Regions from separate parts of the Mus musculus genome. Here region 2 is linked to region 1. Evidence: chromatin contacts called from public Hi-C data. All regions are on one chromosome and are shown on one strand. Each heading gives the region's core, a stretch centred on a gene start, on an enhancer-like site or on the middle of the called end of the contact. The rest is flanking DNA. Distances are from core to core; before and after follow the strand shown.

Region 1 (2,728 bases), core at 81-2,580:
GCTCAGGCTACAAGCGTGCGAACTGTGGGCTTGTCTAGCGAACCATGGAACCCCCAGGAATCCCTGCTTTAGAGTATGTCCACCTAGCTCATGCTACTGGAAGTGCAGCCCCGTTGTTTCGGTTGTAGTCTCTCCAGGGACTTGGGTTTCTCACAGCTAGCCCCATAGATACTGCCTTCTAAGACAAGTTCTTCTATTAGCAAACCTAGGTCTTTTCCTTTACTTAGAAGAGGGAGCGGCATCACTGTGTGTTCCGTGTTATCTCTGCCCTTGTTTAATTATTTAATGGGTGTTTGTGGTGTTCTGCTACGTGGACAGTGAGCTGAAGAGAGAGCTGTCCACCTGAGGATTCATGTCTCTCAGTAGCATTCCGTGCTGCTCTCACTGAAGCCCGCTACGTTAGCGACAAGGACGCTTTCTTTTGCATTATAGTCTTAAGATATATTTTGGTGGCGCTCTCCTTGCATGATGGCTAATTCCCTGCAAATCTGAGTTTGTGTGTTTTATTTTTCCTCCCTTAATGTACTACTGCTCTGCAATTATGCCACTGAAACGTTTCTCCCACTTTCCAAATTTTCAAGTTTTTATTTTATAATTTGATCATCTGAGAGCTTAATGATCATGATGATCTTCCATCATCTCGGTCATTTGTGAAAACGCCGAGCCATCCCGACTTTGGGTTCGTATTACCGCACAGCGGTTGTGAATGAAGTGCAGATGCCTTTAAAATGCAATATTCATGTTCTAGGGTATTGGTACGGCATAGAGCTGGAGAAGCCCCACGGGAAGAATGATGGTTCGGTTGGAGGTGTACAGTATTTTAGTTGCTCTCCGAGATATGGAATATTTGCGCCCCCGTCCAGGGTACAGAGGTGAGGAGAAACTGGAGTGTGCATCCATCTGTTTACAGAAACTCTGCAGTTCCCTGTGGCACACAGGTCCCCGATTCCATCTGGAAGATAAGCACAGGCGTTCCTTCAACGGGTTAACTGGCCACCTTCCTTGGAGGGAAGGCTCATGGGAAGCTAAATTTGCCTTGCTGAGGGTTTGCAATTTTAAAAACCTCCTTTCTTCCTCATTTGCAAACCCTATGAGTGTGTGTAGGCTATTAGAAGTGGCGTTTGCAGCTAAGAACAGTGCGAGGAGCAAGCTTAATCCGTCATGCAAACAAAAGTAAAAATGCCCTCTGATTGCTTCAGTCACATCCTAACTACATTAAATTTCCTGCCAGCAGGCACCCATTCACTCTCCCACAAACCTAATGGAACCAAAATGGCTTTTTCCTCTGATTTCCTTAGTTTTCAAAAATAGATAGGCAGTAGCTCTCCGGGGGTGGGGGAAGTGAAGTCTCGGGGGTTTATATGTAACAGACCTCGTGAGTGTTTCCTGGTAAGGCAGTGCGCTTACATGTCACCTCCCTCTGGGTTTTAAAAGCAAGCTTATCCAGAACACAGGTCCTCATGACATTCGGGTGCAATGTGGAGCTGGGAGACAGAGGCTAGAAAAGGGGATTATAATCTCTGGGCAAGATACAACATATGTGGTGTAGTCACTCTCATGACACTGTAACCGTGCTGATGGCCTGGGAGTTCCTACCAGTCCCCCTTTAGCTGGACGCTGAGGGTTTCTGGTCAAATTGAAGTTTTGTTTTTGTTTTTGTTTTTGTTTTTTTCTTTTTAAATCATTTTCTCCCTCAATTTTTTTCTTTTCCTTACATAGCCTCTTGGTGTTAATTCTCTTCGGTTTTGTGTACTTGACACATTATTCTTTACAGCAGCGAGGCCTTTGGCATACAGTACTTTGTAGCTCGTAAGGTCTAAGTGTTGTTTCACTTGATCCTAAGAAGTCCCTGGCCAGGTGAGTTGGGAAATAACCCTAAGTATCATCAACTCTTACCGAGCATTTAATGGCAGGCTGCATCCTGAGCACCCGAGTGGTATACGCCATTGTCCCCTGCACACCCAAGGATCCATGAGCTGCTGTGTTTATTCCCACCTTACAGGTGGGAAAATAGTTTTCCAGAGAAAAAGCAGCAGAGCTGAAGTTGCATCTCTGGGTAATGGAAGAGCTAAGCTTGGCCTGGCTTTGTTAGCTTCCTGACTGCCCTAGGCCCATGTGCTTAGCTGACACCGTCCTCAGAGTTGTCCCTGGATCAGTTACCTAAAGCATCTCATTAGACAGGCCCTGCAATTGTCCCCATTCCACAGAGGAGGAACATCAGGCCCTGACAGCTAATGCCAACTGTATGCTACAGTGAGGATTTGAATCCCTGGCTATCTGGAGTCAGAAGTGAGCTCTTTGCCGTAACCTTGGAGGACTTATTGGGCATCTGTGAGTCTCCTCTGAACCCGTGTCTGGCAGGTGATGGATGCACTATCATGCATTAGTTTGATTTGTCTCCCAGTCACAAGGCCTGGGGTTTATTTCACATTCAGTTACCCAGAGTGCAGGATTGGGCATGTGTCAGGCACAGTGGGTACCAGTGAGCCCCGTTGCCAGTTCTGGGCTTTTTATACAGCGGCAACCTTTTCTCTGCCTTTACTTGTGAAGTCACATTGTTCCTGTAGGTTTCTGTTTTCGCTGCTGTGTTTACAGAGTGCACAGGGCCTCACTCACTGTTTCTTTTGCTTTCTGTTTGGTTTTCTCCAAGGTAGAGTGTTTAAAAGCAACCCCCACTCCTTAAAGTACCAGGGCTCTGATGAAATGAACCAGTCTCCATCCAGCTGTC
Region 2 (2,728 bases), core at 92-2,591, 130 kb after region 1:
CATATATAAAGGGAGTTAATTATAGTTTCTATCCCAAGGGACTCTTTGAAGGATGAAAGCAGATAGTGCGGCTAAGTACTCGTTACAGTGATTGGCCAGCAGTGAGCACTCAACATGCGTTAGTTCTGACCTGCATTTGAAACTCATTCATGGCTGCACCAGGAAGCTGTGATGCAATTTGTGAAAAAATACAAGTTAAACATAACACTTCCAGAAGCAGGGGATGTCTAGACCCATGAACCCAGGATTGCCTGTAGTGTTTGGTGTATATACTTCTCTACACAGACAACAATGAAGAAAGTGCCCCGCTAAGTCTTTCCTGAGGGCAGAAAGATGCTCCAGGAAGGGAGGCTACTGCTATCCATAGTCTTCCTGGATAAAGTAGGGATGCCGAGGACGACAGCCAAAAGTTGAACAGGGGAGAAAAAGCATTTCTGGCATTTTTGGTATGAATGCATGAGGACATAACTCTCAGTTTAACCGAACTCGTTTGGAAGATGCATTTGCGAGGCATCTCACTTGCCGTTTAGGACAAAGGATGCAAAGGGAAACAGGAAACCTAAATATCTCCAGAGGGAACATTTTTTTTTGTTAGACTTTGTATACAGCATACAGCTAAAAGCCTTCCTAACGACGGTGCTGGGGAGTCGAGCTTGCGCAGGTGTGATAAGTTGTGTGCTTTCTATTTGACTGTGCGATTGGGGCGATTTGCGTGACGAGATTTGATCCATGGTTATCTCGCAGTCTCTCGCAGAGAGAGCCTGAGTGGCAGCCTCTATGCTGTAAGTGTGTCAAGGCTTAGGGCAGTGGGAAACACTGCTGTTAGTAAGGGAGATGATAATGGAGAGGAAACCCAGAATTATATCCCTGAAAGAGAATGAATGGTGATGACAATAAGGAGAGAGAACTTGCTTTTCGTCCATTTTTGAAGAAAGGTAAAATTAATTCCAGAAGAGATAATGGCAGTCACACTCGAGGAGGGAGAAGAGGTGGGTGGAGGACAGAAAAAAAGAAAGGAGCCATATTTACTCATGATAGATGTCTGAGCACGACAAAGCCTTTAAACACATTTGAATTAGTGCTGTCCTTCAAAGTTGCCATGAGAGCACGTATCTGTATTCCAGGGATGTTGCCCATGACATGCCGAGCACTGCTCACGCCACGCCGGGCACGGCTCTGGAGATTCTTTTTCCTAGTTCATCTTTGCAGTCTGGTTGTAGAGTGATGGTAATTCCATAATGATGACAGATGATGACGTTACTTCTATCAGTTTACATGGTTGTGAATGGACAGAAGAGATGCCATTCATGGACACACAGCTTCTGGCTGCCAGCCTTTTAATGGGCACATGGCACAGTCACTGAGATACTGCTGCGGCGTGGGAGCAATCTGACTGCAGTTCTTTGGTCTCCACGCTCAGCTCAAGCTCCCAACTCACAGGCGCCGGGGGGAGGGGGGTGGCACACGGTTAAGATCAAAGTCTTTCTCATAAAGTGGTTTTGACAGGACAGTGACCACACACAAAGAAAGCACAGGCACCAGGCGAGTCCCCAAAGAGGGTCTCCCTGTCACAAGAGTAACAAATGCTGTTTTGGTTTTTCTGACAGGACACAGGCGCTGCTTTGAAATATGGAACTCTTTGTGGTCGCGTTTATTATAAAGTGGTCTCGTCTGTTTTGCTAGACACAGGTTGGACAGAAGAGGGGTAACTGGAGGGATTCCAATGGTGAATTCTCAGCTCATTCAGCTGCTGTTTTGAGGTATATAGTCAATTTTTCTCAAGACATATTCTGGCAACATAGATTTATTGAGCTTTTCATGTTAGGCACGCTACTAGGTTCAGAAAGCAGTGGCATATAAGATAGGGACATGATCTCTGCCCTGTGTACCAATTCAAATATTTAAAAAAAAAACCCATTAAAAATGAAAGAAAAGGCACATGTTTGCCTCAAGAGCCTCAAGGACACATTGTGGGCACACAGATAGCCCAGGATGGAGGGAAGACTTCTTTAAACAGTGAGCGAGGAGTGGTATTTACAAGTGTGGATGGCAAAGGAAGAATATTAATGTGCAGAAACTTGAAAATGCAAAAGCTTGAGGTAAGGAGTTTTGGCTTGGTAAGGAACTTTGGCATGGTACCACCGAGTGAGAGGAGTCTAGGCAGAGGAGGAGAATGAATGGTATGAGATACTGAAGCTGAGGTTGGACACATCACACATAACCTTAAAGAAAGGTCTTATTGGAGAACATAGGGAATGCCCTAAAAGCCCCAGGAAGCCAGGGACATGAATAGACTTGTGTTTAAAAGAATTGCTCATGGGCGGTCCAGAGGTTATGGGGAATCTTATCTATGATAGGATCTTTGAAAAGAGTACTTCCTGACTGTACAGGTTGGAGACCCTGGGGGAGCAGAGATGATATAAGGAAGCATGGAGAATAATGTTTCCAACGGCTAAGGTCTATGATGGGGCGCTGACAACGAGGAAGGTGCTGAATGGTGGAGATGTGGGATGAAGGCTGAGGGCATAGACTGCGAATGCCTACCACCGGGGGCTGGGAGAAGGGAGGTGGTTTGCTTCTGTCCTCTGCTCATTTCTCATTTTCTGTTACTTTCTTCCCTAATTGGTTTCTTTCTCTCCTTTAACCTCCCCCTGCCCCCGTTCCACTTTGTGGCAATCCAGGCAGCTGGGGTGGCCTCTCTCCTGGGAGGAGGTCAGAAGAAGTTGCA

What was found. Hi-C and Micro-C count contacts between places; a contact is called where the count stands out from the background.
Region 2: a Hi-C map of the N1E-115 cell line shows a contact between it and region 1, with 7 times the contacts expected there. The contact joins two enhancer-like sites. A contact is called at or near these places in 2 of 484 Hi-C or Micro-C datasets (the N1E-115 cell line and cortical neurons) and 1 of 9 other capture datasets (liver).

What each region holds. Positions count from the first base shown.
Region 1 is chr17:71,833,436-71,836,163 of GRCm38.p6, forward strand. Clip4 (CAP-GLY domain containing linker protein family, member 4) reads left to right here. Exons shown (of 16, transcript NM_030179.3): 13 at 749-872. Among named protein-coding and RNA genes, the nearest start is that of Gm30140, 52 kb to the left of the region's middle. Within about 2 kb of position 1,331, at least 14 of the 459 cell types and tissues checked have an H3K27ac peak or open chromatin away from gene starts, as enhancers often do. A contact at or near this core is called in the N1E-115 cell line, where this site is marked.
Region 2 is chr17:71,961,505-71,964,232 of GRCm38.p6, forward strand. The region is part of intron 9 of Alk (anaplastic lymphoma kinase); the gene reads right to left. Among named protein-coding and RNA genes, the nearest start is that of Gm41613, 170 kb to the right of the region's middle. Within about 2 kb of position 1,342, at least 6 of the 459 cell types and tissues checked have an H3K27ac peak or open chromatin away from gene starts, as enhancers often do. A contact at or near this core is called in the N1E-115 cell line, where this site is marked.